Linked DNA regions of Zea mays: region 1 is linked to region 2. The links are chromatin contacts, called in public Hi-C maps. All regions are on one chromosome and are shown on one strand. The core of a region is the stretch at or near the end of the contact, and the rest is flanking DNA. Distances in the headings are between cores, read along the strand shown. Region 1 holds the start of LOC103633183 (asparagine--tRNA ligase, chloroplastic/mitochondrial). Region 2 holds the start of LOC103633177 (E3 ubiquitin protein ligase RIN2).

Region 1 (7,124 bases), core at 1,218-3,717, 290 kb before region 2:
CAGCAACCAAATTCTAAGCGTAAGTAGTCTATCTAAAGAAACATATTGAAGAAAAACTAACCAAAGTAGTCACGTAAAACTGCTCCCCAGCTCCTTCACAATCTGAGGCAGTAATAATTGGGCTTGAAACCCAAACAAATCCATTGTCTTGAAAGAATTTATGAGTTGCGTATGCCAGAGCATTTCTCACTCTTGCCACCTAAATAAGCACACACATATCCAGTTCCAGTAAGCAAATCCACAGGAGAAACTTGCATAATTACTGAACAAGAAAACATGGGGTAAAAATCATATTCCATATCATTTTTAGAGATTTGTGTAACTAGATCATCAGCACATATGGTAATTCATTATCTTTAGTCAGTGTCCAAGTGGTCCATATTCGAAAGGGGAAAATATAACCATACGACTCCAAAATCTAGAAAATTGAATGGGCAACCATTTAACATATGTGTACAAAATTGTAAGCTAACACATGGAACTAATAACACAAACAGAAAGGGCATTCCATCCAATTTCTGGGTGAGTGAGTAATGGAAGGAAAGAAAATGTATCGTCTGCAATCTCTTGGTTAACGAATCTATGCGCCTTTATACTAGAATGAACCAAAATAATATCAAAGTAGCAGCTTTTAAAGTCCTCAGAATGCCAGTAAAGGAGGCCCAGCAATGTAGAACATACTGCACCAAAAGTGTTTGTCCGAGGACGGAGATGGGCTACAGTTCTAAGGAACTCTCTTGATGCCCGTTTCTTCTGTATAGGAAAAGATGTGGGGTCACTCTTACCAATCTGCAAAAAGAAAATAAAAATAAACATTAGCACAAGACAAGAAATAAAGGCGCAAAAAAATAAGGTCATCAGACTCTGAATGTTCTTGGTCCACAATCTGACAAACGAAAGGTAATTGTAGAGGCCTGATTAGTTAAGTATAGCATACAGCAAAGGAAGTTACATAGCGTGTGTACAACTTGAAACAATAGAACAACAGAAAATATGGCCTCATAGGATGCTTCAGTTGACTACAGTTGGCATGCAAAATGATTAAATGAGACATTAACTAACTACTGACTACAAAATAAGTATTCCTGTACTTTTTTAGAAATGCAGAAACATAAAGAAATTTCTTGACATCTTAACAAGCTAGTCAGTTACAGACTATACTCTTTCACAGGAACTCCTGAACTAAAAGTAATTCTGAAGTACTGGAATAATTACCACAGTGATCTTTGAAACCTTCAACTCCACTTTTTGCTTACCGCCTTGGCTGCTTGCAACAACTCCCTCAACTAGTACAGATGCTCCAGTAGTGACAGAGTCTATCTGACAGCCATCATTGAAAATAATGACAAATAAAATGTATTATAGCCTTATAAACTGCAACCAATGCAGTGTAAGAGAAGCTTGCAAAAGTATAAACTTGCAACCTTCACAAAATGGGCAAAACGTAATACCTGGTCATAGCCTTCTGTTTCAGGAGTCAACACACATTGCATATTGGACAAGCAAGAGCCATCATTGACCTAAAAGTTGAAGTTTTAGAATGCATTAGACTCTTAAAGAAAACAATATTAATAATAATGCCTGTTCCTCTGGATGGTAATCTATGCATGTGCAGAAGACAAGAGCTACTTGAGTCCATAAACATAAATTCCTTTGTGACGTGCATAAGCATTATGATTTGACTGGCTCCTTAGCCAGAGTGTTATGACATGTTAGCTAGGGTCTTGTTGTTCATTACTAGAGCAAAAGAGATACACTATCAGTTGAAACATGCAGCACTATATCACTCAGAATATTTAACCAAATATCAAGGCATTGTTAACATTGTGAAACGCTCATTGAGCATCCTATTCGATAGCATGATTCCTGGTACAAAAGCAAGGCACATAGATACATTCACTAGAGTCACCCAGCTAACCATATGCACCCATTTCAGCAAAAGTAAAATCTGCCAACGACGCGCATCACTGTAGCACCAAATTTCAATTGATCAAAACCATAGCAAAATGAAGTCGCAAGCGTCCACCTCGACGAAGGTGACGGTCCTCTGGGCGCGGCAGGTGCGCACCCACCCGCGCACGGCGAGCTCCTTGCCCACCCAGGCAGCGCCCTCGTCCTCCCCGCCCTTCACGTCCGCCACCCGCAGCCGCTTCCTGAACTCCCCCACGGCCTCGCCCGCCGTCCCTGTCGCCGCGTATGCGGGGGCGGGGGCCTGCGCCGCGGCGCAGAAGCGCTGCCGCCGCCCCGAGGCAGCGGAGAGAGGTGTCGTACGCGGGAGCGGGAACGAAATCGCGGCGAGCGGGGAGGCCTTTGGAACCTGGAGCCGGCGCGGGGCCAAACGGAGGAGCCGGGCGGCGGCGGCCGCCGACATCGGCAGCGAGGCGGTGGCAGGTGTGGTAGGCTCTTGGCGGGGCCTATCTGCTTCCCCCGCCTAGGAGCCGTCCGTTTATGATCGAGGGGCTAACGTGTCTCCTGTGCCTATTGACGTATTTCTAGTAACCCGTCTTTGTAGGTTACGTATTAACAGGTGCCACTTTTTTTATTTGCACGAATCCTTTTGTTTTGTTGAGTTATAAGTACAATATTATTTATTATTATCGTATTATCATCCCAGCATCACACGTTATCAGGCTGAAGTCAATCCAAATCACATGGGAATTGGGTGTTTGGTGTTTATCATCCATCCGAAAAGCATGCAAGAAGCCAATCAAGATCATCACATAACATCACATGTTTTTCGTCGTGACGTCTCACACTCCCACTAGTTGATTGAGGAAGAGACCTGCTCGCTTCTCCCTCTCCCCGAGTCGATCGGTCCAGTCCGAGGGAAGAAGGCAAGAAGCTCCCGGCGCGCGCGCGCAAGCGAGAGGAAATGGCGACCAGCAACGGCTCAGGGGTCGCGCAGGGGGAGGAGGGGAAGACGCCACCGCCTGCGGGGTCGATCGGCGGGTACGAGTCCCTGCACAGGCTCCTGGAGGCCAACCTTTCCCCCGATCTATTCCAGGTATTGCTCTCCCATCATTCCATCGATCGCTAGGCGGAGGCTCAGATTCGTGCCGCCGTGCCGTCGCCCGTGCCCGTTCCTTGCTTCTTGGATGGATGCCGTATCCAAATCCAGTCCAGAAGGCGTGCTTGGGCGAACTGACTGGATAACAAATTGCGACCGGGAAGAGTGGTCCAGCTGCCCCGGCAGTTGAACGGTGGAAGTTTGTGAACAGTTTTAGTTCTCTGAATTGGCCCAATTAACGATCAAGCGGTCAACTAGTCACTTTCTCTTCATATAGGTGGTTATTTTGCACCACTGAGCTTAGTAATCACGTGGACTATAAACGTGCTTATTGTAATAATATTCATACTGATGCCTGATGGTTGTGTACCTCTTCCAACAACAAAAAATCGATAGAATTTAGTACATGTCCTCTTTTGTTCCTAGACAGAGCCTCAGATGTAATGGTGTTTACTTAGCAATATCGGTGGAGCTGAAATTTACCTATGGCCTGATTTCAGAATCGTAAATACTGTACCCTGCTGTACTCAACTCTCGATCTGTTTCATTGGGTCGTAATCATATGGATATCTAGATGACATTTAGGTTCACTTTGTTGATACTGGCAACTTTTTCCTTTTGACAGGAAGCAAGTCGATTGCTGCTGGGACTGAATTGTGCACGACCTCTTGAGGCTATCTCACTGCCTGACGCCACAACCACTCTTGCGGAAACACACAGTTTTGATTTGCAGGTTAACTCATAATAAATTGCCATTTTTCATTACTGTGCTTGTCAAGTGATTTATGTGATTGCAGAGACGTAGCATGTTTTTTCTAGACATCAGCAGCTATCATACAGAAACTAATTATATTGGTTGATGGATTTAAATCTACTTGTGCTACAGGCATTCCGTTTTAGTGCAGACAAAGAGTTTCTGAGGCAATCAAGAGTTGTTCGAGTAGGTCTAATTCAGAACTCAATTGCTGTTCCCACTACTTGTCACTTTGCTGACCAAAAGAAGGCAATCATGGACAAAATAAAACCTCTAATTGATGCAGCCGGCGCTTCTGGTGTCAATATTATGTGCTTACAAGTGAGTAACTCGTCGTATACAGTTCAGGACATTGAGTTATATTCTAAATAGGAAGATCGTTCCTAATGATTCATATATCAAATTCAGGAAGCCTGGACAATGCCTTTTGCCTTCTGCACACGCGAGAAAAGATGGTGTGAATTTGCTGAACCAGTTGATGGAGAATCTACTCAATTCCTTCAGGAACTTGCACAGAAGTATAACATGGTAATAGTGAGCCCAATCCTTGAAAGGGATATAAACCATGGGGAGACTATTTGGAATACTGCTGTTGTTATTGGAAACAACGGCAACATAATTGGCATTCATCGAAAGGTATGTGTATCGCTACAATTTTATTTTCCTTGGCTGCATTTTCTATTTCTTCATTCTGTCAGAAAGCTTTTACATTGTCTTAATAAACGCTACTGTAGAATCACATTCCAAGAGTTGGTGATTTCAATGAGAGCACATACTACATGGAGGGTAACACTGGGCATCCAGTGTTTGAAACAGCTTATGGCAAAATAGGAGTGAACATTTGTTATGGAAGACATCATCCCCTTAATTGGCTTGCGTTTGGTCTCAATGGAGCTGAAATAGTGTTCAACCCATCTGCGACTGTTGGTGAACTGAGTGAACCAATGTGGCCCATTGAGGTCAGACAAAATTTATGTGCTCTTTTGTGCGCTATAGAACATTTCTTTATATAAATGCATATGCAAAATTTGGGGTGAATGATTATTTTTTTGTTATTTCAGGCAAGGAACGCCGCAATTGCAAACAGCTACTTCGTTGGATCAATTAATCGGGTTGGCACAGAAGTGTTCCCTAATCCTTTCACATCCGGTGATGGGAAACCGCAACACGCAGACTTTGGCCATTTCTATGGATCTAGCCATTTCTCAGCACCTGATGCCTCCTGCACCCCATCTCTATCACGCTACCGAGATGGCTTGATCATCTCCGATATGGACCTCAACCTATGCCGCCAGATCAAAGACAAGTGGGCCTTCCGCATGACTGCTCGCTATGAGATGTATGCATCCTTGCTCTCAGAGTACTTGAAGCCAGATTTCAAACCTCAAGTCATTGTTGATCCCTTGATTAATAAGAAGGCATAAAAACTGAGGTATGCTGGATACTTGGGCTTAAAAGGAGGTCATTTGTGTATTGACATGAACAGGAAAAGGTTTACCATTTAGCAGAATAATGTCTACGATGAAGATGCAAAATGGAGGAAGTTTCTTTCTTTTTTTTTCCTTTACATTTCCACATACTGTAAAAATGTGTTTGGTGTAGTTTGAGCTTCTTTTACTCAATATTCGAAACAGTAATGCTTGTTTTGTTGTATAATTTGCTAGAGATTTTTCGATGAAGAAATTCAACAATCTTTAAACCACCGAGAATAACTTAGAAACTCCTTCAAACATAATGCTTAATTAGTTCAAGATGGTTATTGTTCATGGCACTGACTGGCATGGAATGCTTTGGATTATTTGACATGACGACATACAGTTCAGTAATGTAGTATTACCAAGCTACAATAAAGAGATTGGCTACACACCATAGAACTGACATCAGGTGCAGTTCAGTTCCCTAGTCCTCTTTGTCAGAAATTAACCCTAAAATCTTCAGCATATATTAAGGGGGTGTTTGGTTTTTGGGACTAATTTTTAGTCCCTCTATTTTATTCTATTTTAGTTCCTAAATTATTAAATACGGAAACTAAAATAGAGTTTTGTTTCCATATATAATAATTTAGGAACTAAAATGGAATTAAACAGAATGACTAAAAATTAGTCTCCAGAAACTAAACACCTCCTAAACACTACTTTCACTAGTCTCTTCAGGAAGTCCATCACCTACAACTGGAATGGGCACAGATAGAGTTAATAGTTACTCCTCCCCCTCCCCCCTGAAAACTAGTGCAGCGTGTAAAGTTTGATATGTGGCGGAGAATAAAGCATCCAATTGTATAGATAGGTGGATTGTTGTGCAGCAAGTAATAGCAGCCGTGCGCTGGTGGATCCACCAGAGAATACAATGCATGAGATTCTTTTGGTATCAAAATCCCCAAACTCTGTTTATCTCCCCGTAGAACCTGCAATTTTAAACCAATCAAGTCCATATCAACTTTATAAAAAGCATGGATTTTATGTACCGACACCGAAGCGTGGACCTTGAACACGTCCTCGTCGGTAGGGATGGATTCGGATCGGATACACATGGAAACAAATCTGAATGTCACTATTTACCATATTTTAATTCGAATACGAATATGAATACTATCGGATACGAATACGAAACAAATCTGAATGTCACTATTTACCATATTTTAATTCGATACGAATATGAATACTATCGGATACGAATACAAAATGGATAGTTTGAATTCGGATTCACATTCAAATAAATACTTGATTTGGAATATAACATCATAACAAGTATTAATTTGTTTTATCGATGGATTTATAGTTGATAAAAATCATATTACAAGTAAATTATGAACAATAGTACATCTACATTATTTAGTTGAAACTTAGTTGAATATCATATTTTAAATAAAATATTTATAGCGGGTATATTTATATTTTGGACTCTAAATATAATCTTTTTGTATATTAAGTATATTTGTATTTTGGACTCTAAAAACTCCAATAATCTAATGTATTCAAAATTAGACTTTTTAATATTAATTAAAATAATGTAAGATTAACACAATCATTTATTTATGATATAAATATCTTTAACATTTTAAATGGTGTGCATCAGTTTTTAGTGCATTATTTAAAGTTTAAAATCAATTGTAATTAATAATTAGTAATAAAACTAAATTCAAATTGATTTTTATCGAATACGTTTTTCTTTCGGATACGAATAGTATCGGATATTTCATGGTTTTGTCGAATGTTGTCGAATACGAATCTTAAACCGGATAGAGAAAAACCGAATTCAGATTTGTCTATTTAACATTCATATTAAAATCGAATACGAATACGGATATCCATATTAGCACTTTATCCGAATACGAATACGAATAATTCGGATCTCCAGACATCT
Region 2 (6,804 bases), core at 2,466-4,965:
ATAGGAAAATACAGCCACAAGGGGCACAACTCTCTATTACATGACCTCGTTGATCATGTGTGGAATCACTATGATGGACCGCATGTGTGTTTGTGCATATGTATTCGTTCATACTCGCAGGAATGTACGACTGTCAACTAACCAAAGTATTGTTATTATGCAGAGTCGTGCCAACTGAAACTACTGAGGCTGCTGCCATTGTGGCGTCCAACATCTAGTGATATTCATATTTCTTGTTCGGTGAATTGCAAGCTGGAGTGCTAACTGGAACTACCAAAGCATATCTAGTGCCAACTGGAACTACCAAAGCAAGGGAACACACGACTATCATTAATCAAAGTTTGTGTTTGCTAGTCGGAGTGCTTGTGTTGTCCAACCCATGTGCAAATTGGAATAGGCATATATTTCAACCTAGATAATGAATTCCTCAACTATGGAATTGTAGTGCTGAATTGCTTACTTGCTTGATCAATTGGGCAGTGACGCAGTGTACATGCCTCTCATTTTGTGTGTGGCTGCTAGTTGTTGTCTGTGTCTAGACCATGTGCCTCTCATTTTTATGTCAGATGCAAGCACCTGGATACTGAAAGAGCACACTGTTTCATACCAGTATATATGTGTGGGAAATGCGCACACAAAATGCAAAACATATTCGTTGCAGTTGCAAAATGATAACATAAAACTAAAAATACGACGACACATATAATAGGTGCACACATGAAAACATCAAACTTATTACTGGTACACGAAACATATAAAATAGGTCCACACATGATAACATCAACCTAGTAGAAAATAGGTCCACGCATGACGTTCAAGTGCAGAAAGTTGCACATTATTACAAACGGATGAAATACGATGACATGAAAAAAACCCTCAGGCAACTCGAACTCTCAAACTGTAGTAGACTTCACTTCAACTGGTCCAAGCCTTGTTCCCTTGCTTTGACAAGAATTTGGTCCTGCTTCAAGATGAAATGTTCTTGGACACGAGGAGGCATGGCTTCAATGTCCATGAGCATCAATTTCTGAGCTTCTCTGTCTTTTTGGGTTTAACAATCCTCTTTTGTAGGTCAACTTGCTCTCGCATCAAATACTGCATGGCCTCCCCTTATTTGTTCGATGACTCTGCTTGCATGATGTTGAAGTTGTGGTGGTCCATGTATATCTTCTGCAACACCTCCAAACAGACATTAGAATGCGACGATGAACTAGGTGTACTACATTGATTTTTTGCTTGGTCTCTTCCTATGGGTCTCTCTCGTGGGGTTGCCACTTCAACATTGCATTCTTCTGCGTCTGATGTTCTATTTTGGTTTTGAATGTAACCACCTGTCACCAACCAAGTAGTCCATTTAGGTTCATTTTTAAGTATGTTCCAGCAGTGCATGAACTGGAAGCTGTTTCCGGATCCACCATCGTATAGAGTCAAAGCCTCATTAATCTTAGGAACATATAACAAAAGTAATGAACATGAGTAATAAATTAAGTAATTAACATGAGTACCGAACATGAGTAAAAGTAAGCAAAACATGAGTAATACAAAATGAGCATGAGTTATTTTATATAAATTAAGTAATGAACATGAGTAATTGACTAAGGTACATACTTTGTCATCTTCACTTTGTCCACTTCTCCTCCTCCTGCATACTTTACCATAAATTGCACTAAATTTCACAGTTTCTTTTTGAATTAGTCCCCACCTATGCTGCAGGGAAAATATGGATCGGTCGGCGGGAGTGGTCTTGTGTTCATGAAAAAACTTGTGCACCCTATTCCAATAGGTCCCAAGGGTTTGGTTTGTTCCAGCTATTGGATCTTTGCCCACATTTAGATATGCCGAGCAAAGTAATGTATCCTCGTCTGTGCTGAAGTTCTTGGCTCGAATAGCGGCCCTTTTATTCGCTAGTTTTTTAGTACGAGGAAACGACCCTTGGGGACGGGGAGATTGAAGCTCGACTGGAACTCCCTACACATTTAGAGGTGTGTGTTTAAAATGGAAATGCACAGAAGACATGGAAAATTACAGAAACGAGGTTCCAAAACCTGGGTGAAATGAGTTGGATCGGCTGAGGCAGAGAGGTCATCGACCAAGTTGATTGTAGGAGTGTAGTGCACGCCCTCTAGAACATTTTCGTCAATTTCTTCAAAGGTATTATCCATTTCCGATCTATGCACATGATTGAACGAACGAGTTCATCATTTCATATAATATCTAATCGGGGAAACATTATAAAGTCCATGCAAGAAGTACAGAAAGTTCCCATCGGTGTTCAGCACGATTAGAATATATAGCTCGGCAAGGTACGACATAAGAAACAAGTTCACATATGACAGAAGTCATAACCTAAATGTACTTAAAGACAATATTGTGTCTCACACTTAACAAAGGACCACAACTAGATATTCTAGTTTATCCCTATAGATTGGTCGCTATTGTTGTTCATGCCCTAGTAATCATAATGCTCCTCAAGATCCTGGGGTGAAGGTGTTGGAAAGGGTTCCATTTCGACGGCAACACGTTCGTCTTCGCTTGTCACTTCCTGCTGCGGTTTGAATTTATTGACAACATCGTTGCATTGAATGGAGACATTGTCAATGAAATCTGTCAGCTCTAGGATCTGAGCTAGTAATCCGGACACATCTCGGTTGTCAACACCTTCTTTGAGATGGATTGGGCACAAGCACAAGCTTGCGAATGGCGACAACATGGCTTTCCATCTCGTGCACAACCCATTTAAGGGTGTCGTAGGGCACGTTCAACATGGATCTGGTAGGGCAGGTACTGACCTTGAGAATTGGGCGCGAATAAAGAATAAAATTGATTGGTTCATTTGTTTGTACTTTTAATGAATGAACACTACTTTTTGTAGTAATGCAATTTTTTAACACGAATGAACAACAAACAAATCTGTTGCATGGGACTTGTGTGACAGATGTAAGTAATGTGTGGTTCATGTGAACTGTATGTGCGTAGATCAACAAATAAATATGAACAACAAGCATATCATCCCTTGCATGGGACTATGATTTGAACAGATGAACTAATATTTGAGTATTTCCATGGATCTGCGCAAACGCTTATATGAAAAAACATGCCAATGTTAGTTATGTATGGACAACATGGCAGATGGGTAGTGAATATGTTACGATTTGAACGGATCCAACGAAACGAATGCGTATGCAGGGCCACACAAATTAGATCATCGCAAAAAGGGGAAAAACAAAATATAGCTGCCAATGCCAAACTACGGATCCAGGGAGGCGGCAGATGTAATCACCTTGCTCGGTACCGAGTATTCGGCCCGCGCTTCACAAGCTTGGTCCGCCTGGTATCACCGCTGCTGTGCGTGGTGTCAGGCCTTCTCGGATCTCCCACGACGGTGTCTTTCGTTGCTTGGCTTGAACTTGAACGAGATCGTCGCTTGTTGGTTGCTACCTTCGTCCTTGTAGCCGGACGAAGGGGGTGGCGATGGCCGTGTCCTCTTGCTCAAACGTCGCCGCCGAGACGGGTTCGAAGTGGCGAAACGAAGAATAGGCTCGAGACGAGCACACCGACAGTTGACTTTATAGGCTACCTCTGTATTTTAGGTAAACTTTAGTTAAACTGCTGGACATATCTACTATGTCTATCGTTACCTATTTTGGGTATAGGTAAGAGTTTAGTTAAACCGGTGGAGATAGCCTTAAAACCGGTGAAATACATACCTAATCTAGCCTATCCCGTAGTTAAAATACACTGATCCTGTAGAAATACATATACCCCTCGCTGCCGCAACAATTTTTGGATCCACTTCCCTCCCCACGTGTTTTTTGATTGTTCCTCCCCATGTTCCTCGCGTTCCCGTGAGGCCGTGACGCCCCCCTCGGCCTCGCCTCGCCATCGCTCGCGGCATCGCCGCCTGCCCCCTTTCCCCCACGCGAATAAAGCGCCGGAAGCGCGCCCCCCAAGCAAAGTCCTCCGGCGCTCAGGATCGGGAGCCACCCCCTAGGGTTAGGGCTCCGTTTTGCCTCGTTCCGGCGTCGACCGATGCGCGGCGCATGGCGACGGTGAACTGCCTCTACGTCGCGGCCGCCTCCACGGCGGTAAGCACCGCTGCTCTGCAGTGGTGGGCGTCCTCGCTCCTCGACGGCGACGCTGGGGCCGGCGGGGATGGAGACTGGCTTGGAGCCGTGCTGCGGTCAAGGGTCACCGTCGCGCTCCTGGCGAATCTGGCGGCCCACGTGTTCGTCGTTGTCATCCTCGCGCTCAAGGTGACTTTGAATCCTTTGTTCCTTCTCTATATGGCGTAATTTCGTGGGTGCCAGACGATTGATGCTGGTATGAGTTTCAATGAAGGAGATTAGATTGTTGTGGTGTAGGCACGATTGGTCAGCTCATTGAGCTGTGTTGAGCTGTGTTTCATGTTCTTTGTTACTTGCTGTATTTATTACTTCTGTAGTGGCTCTTAGTCTATTGCTTTGATGGGTCAATTTGATTGGAGATTTGTTTGATTTGCCTAATTTGGAACTTAGGAGTTGGTTCCCCAAATGGTGTTTTGAATGAGCAACAAGCAACATGTTGATTGAATTAGCAATCTAAGGATTTTCTCTTTAAAGGGAATGTTTGAATGAGCTAACTGATGTAGATAGTAGTAGAATATGAGTGCAAATGTGCACATCTAGCTATGATTCCATGGCTTATGCAGTTCTATTTGACTGTAAAACCTAAAAATTCTAGTGTGTATGGATGATGAATGCTTGTTCTTGTAATGTGATGCATATCTCCTTGGTTTGGATGGTATTTCCTCTTGGCAGTTGATAGCTTCATGTTTTGTTTTTTGATTTGATTGCTGCGGTGGTAGCCATTGACTACTACTGTTGTTGTATTGGCAGGGTGTGCTAGTCATGATGTCATGTTTATTATCAATGCGGATTAAAGAAATGTCAGGGGCAATAGAAGCATTTCCAAAATGTTGTCTGTAGTGTGTGCAAATTGTTGGGTGCAGTTGCATCATAGTTACATTTAAGTTTTTTGTCGATGGAATTCAACATGGGAGATGAGCATTTGAACATCTTATTGCTATTTTACTAGTGTAAAAATCTCTATACAGATACATATGAACTCTGCAATTTACCTATATATCAAGCATATTTCTGCGTCTCCATTGTTTATGGTGCGGTTGTGCTAATGCTGTTTCCTTTCGCCATGCAGACTATATTTTTTGTTCAGCTAACTTCTGTAGAGACCAGAAAAGTGTTGGAGCACATCATTAACTATGTACTTCACAAGGTACTTTCTCTTGTATTTTCTGTGCCCTTCTGCTTAGCATCCTAAGGAAAAAAATCCCACACTGCGGCACTGAGTTAGCTGAGGGTTTCTTGTTGCTTCTGGTGAACATACCACTGATGAATTTGTATTAACCTTGTAATGTCTGTCATTTGTATAAAGGTCAACATCATATCCATGTACTGTGCATAACCACTTTCTACAATCATGTATGTTTGCCAAGGTAGCACTTCAATGTAGTGCCCTAATGAGTAGAGGGCAGTCTGTGGTGTCAAACTGGAGCAGTGGAGCTTCATACCTGCAAGGCAGCCTCCTTAATGCTGCAGGCCTCGTCCCTTAGTCGTGGTCGTGTTTTGTATGGGTATTAGGTGACTTCAGAGTTTCTTATTTTCCTTTCTTTAGAGGGTTCCACCCTCTCTTGTTATCTCTATCTTTCTTAATAAAATGACACACAACTCGTGAGACTTAAAACGGCATGAATGCATGATAGTGAACTTCTACTTCATGATTGAAAGAAAATGCAACATACTTTTTGCCAACTAAAAATAAAATGTGCCAGAATGGTTGTGCATTCTGATAGTGTTTTTGTATATTTGCAGTATAACATAATCTAATTTGCTATTCACTACCTCTTCTGATCACAAATATAAGCCCATCTGCCAAACTTTGCTAATTTTGACCATCCAATATCTGAAAAATTATATAGATGGAACACAACCTCGACATGACTAGATTTATTATGAGAACTCTTTTCATTTAAGTATACTCCCTCTGTTTCAAATTTTAAGTCATTTTAGCATTTTGTCCTAAATCAAAGTTCCTTAGCTTTGTCCAAGTCTATAGAAAAATGCATAAGTATCTACAACATCAAATAATATTCATTAGCTACACCATGAAATATATTTCGATAATGCATTTATTTGATATTTTTAGATGTTAATATACTGTTCCTATAAACTTGGTTAATGCTAGAGAAGTTTGACTTAGTACAAAGCTAAAATAACTTACAATTTGGAACATAAGGAGTGTCTCTTCATAGATATCACCAATCAATTTGGAAAAGAAATTAGACATAGGACAAACATAGATGGACTTGTATTTACGATTGGAGGAAGTATAAAATAATTTACTTAATCACCATTATGCATGTTTTAATTATTTGTTTAGCTTGAAGTGCCTTTGGAAGTAGCATTTATAATTTGACTAGTTAGTTGCCCGTGCATCACTACGATTTCTATATATCATATAGGTAGACATTGTTTAAATGTGTTAGTTATTTGAACACAATCCAAACCCATAGATTAGATGAGTGTGAATGACGAGGTATGTAGTGTCGAGTCAGACAAAATGAAGTTTCTCTCTCGCTTTTTTCCACGCTCGCGAGATCAGGGACGACGAGGGAGGAGGCACTCGACTATAGATGGCCAAATGGGCTATGCCTAGCGGGGCGACCCGAGACACAACTCGTTTAATAGTACCACGGCCCACTCCGACACAATTCAAAGTGGACCCATGCCATGCCTGGGCCGCTTTCTC

The links. Hi-C and Micro-C count contacts between places; a contact is called where the count stands out from the background.
Region 1: a Hi-C map of leaf shows a contact between it and region 2, with 5 times the contacts expected there. The contact joins the promoter of LOC103633183 here to the promoter of LOC103633177 in region 2. A contact is called at or near these places in 4 of 25 Hi-C or Micro-C datasets (all in leaf).

Annotation. Positions count from the first base shown.
Region 1 is chr7:155,584,708-155,591,831 of Zm-B73-REFERENCE-NAM-5.0, reverse strand. LOC103633183 (asparagine--tRNA ligase, chloroplastic/mitochondrial) reads right to left here and starts at 2,467. Exons shown (of 15, transcript XM_020540738.3): 1 at 2,027-2,467; 2 at 1,452-1,520; 3 at 1,216-1,320; 4 at 682-789; 5 at 62-199. The coding sequence starts at 2,371. LOC100283449 (beta alanine synthase 1) reads left to right here and starts at 2,723. Exons shown (of 6, transcript NM_001156350.2): 1 at 2,723-3,004; 2 at 3,633-3,740; 3 at 3,894-4,082; 4 at 4,170-4,397; 5 at 4,496-4,720; 6 at 4,823-5,460. The coding sequence starts at 2,873. The coding sequence ends at 5,185.
Region 2 is chr7:155,298,325-155,305,128 of Zm-B73-REFERENCE-NAM-5.0, reverse strand. LOC103633177 (E3 ubiquitin protein ligase RIN2) reads left to right here and starts at 3,715. Exons shown (of 12, transcript XM_008654863.3): 1 at 3,715-4,253; 2 at 5,194-5,271. The coding sequence starts at 4,041.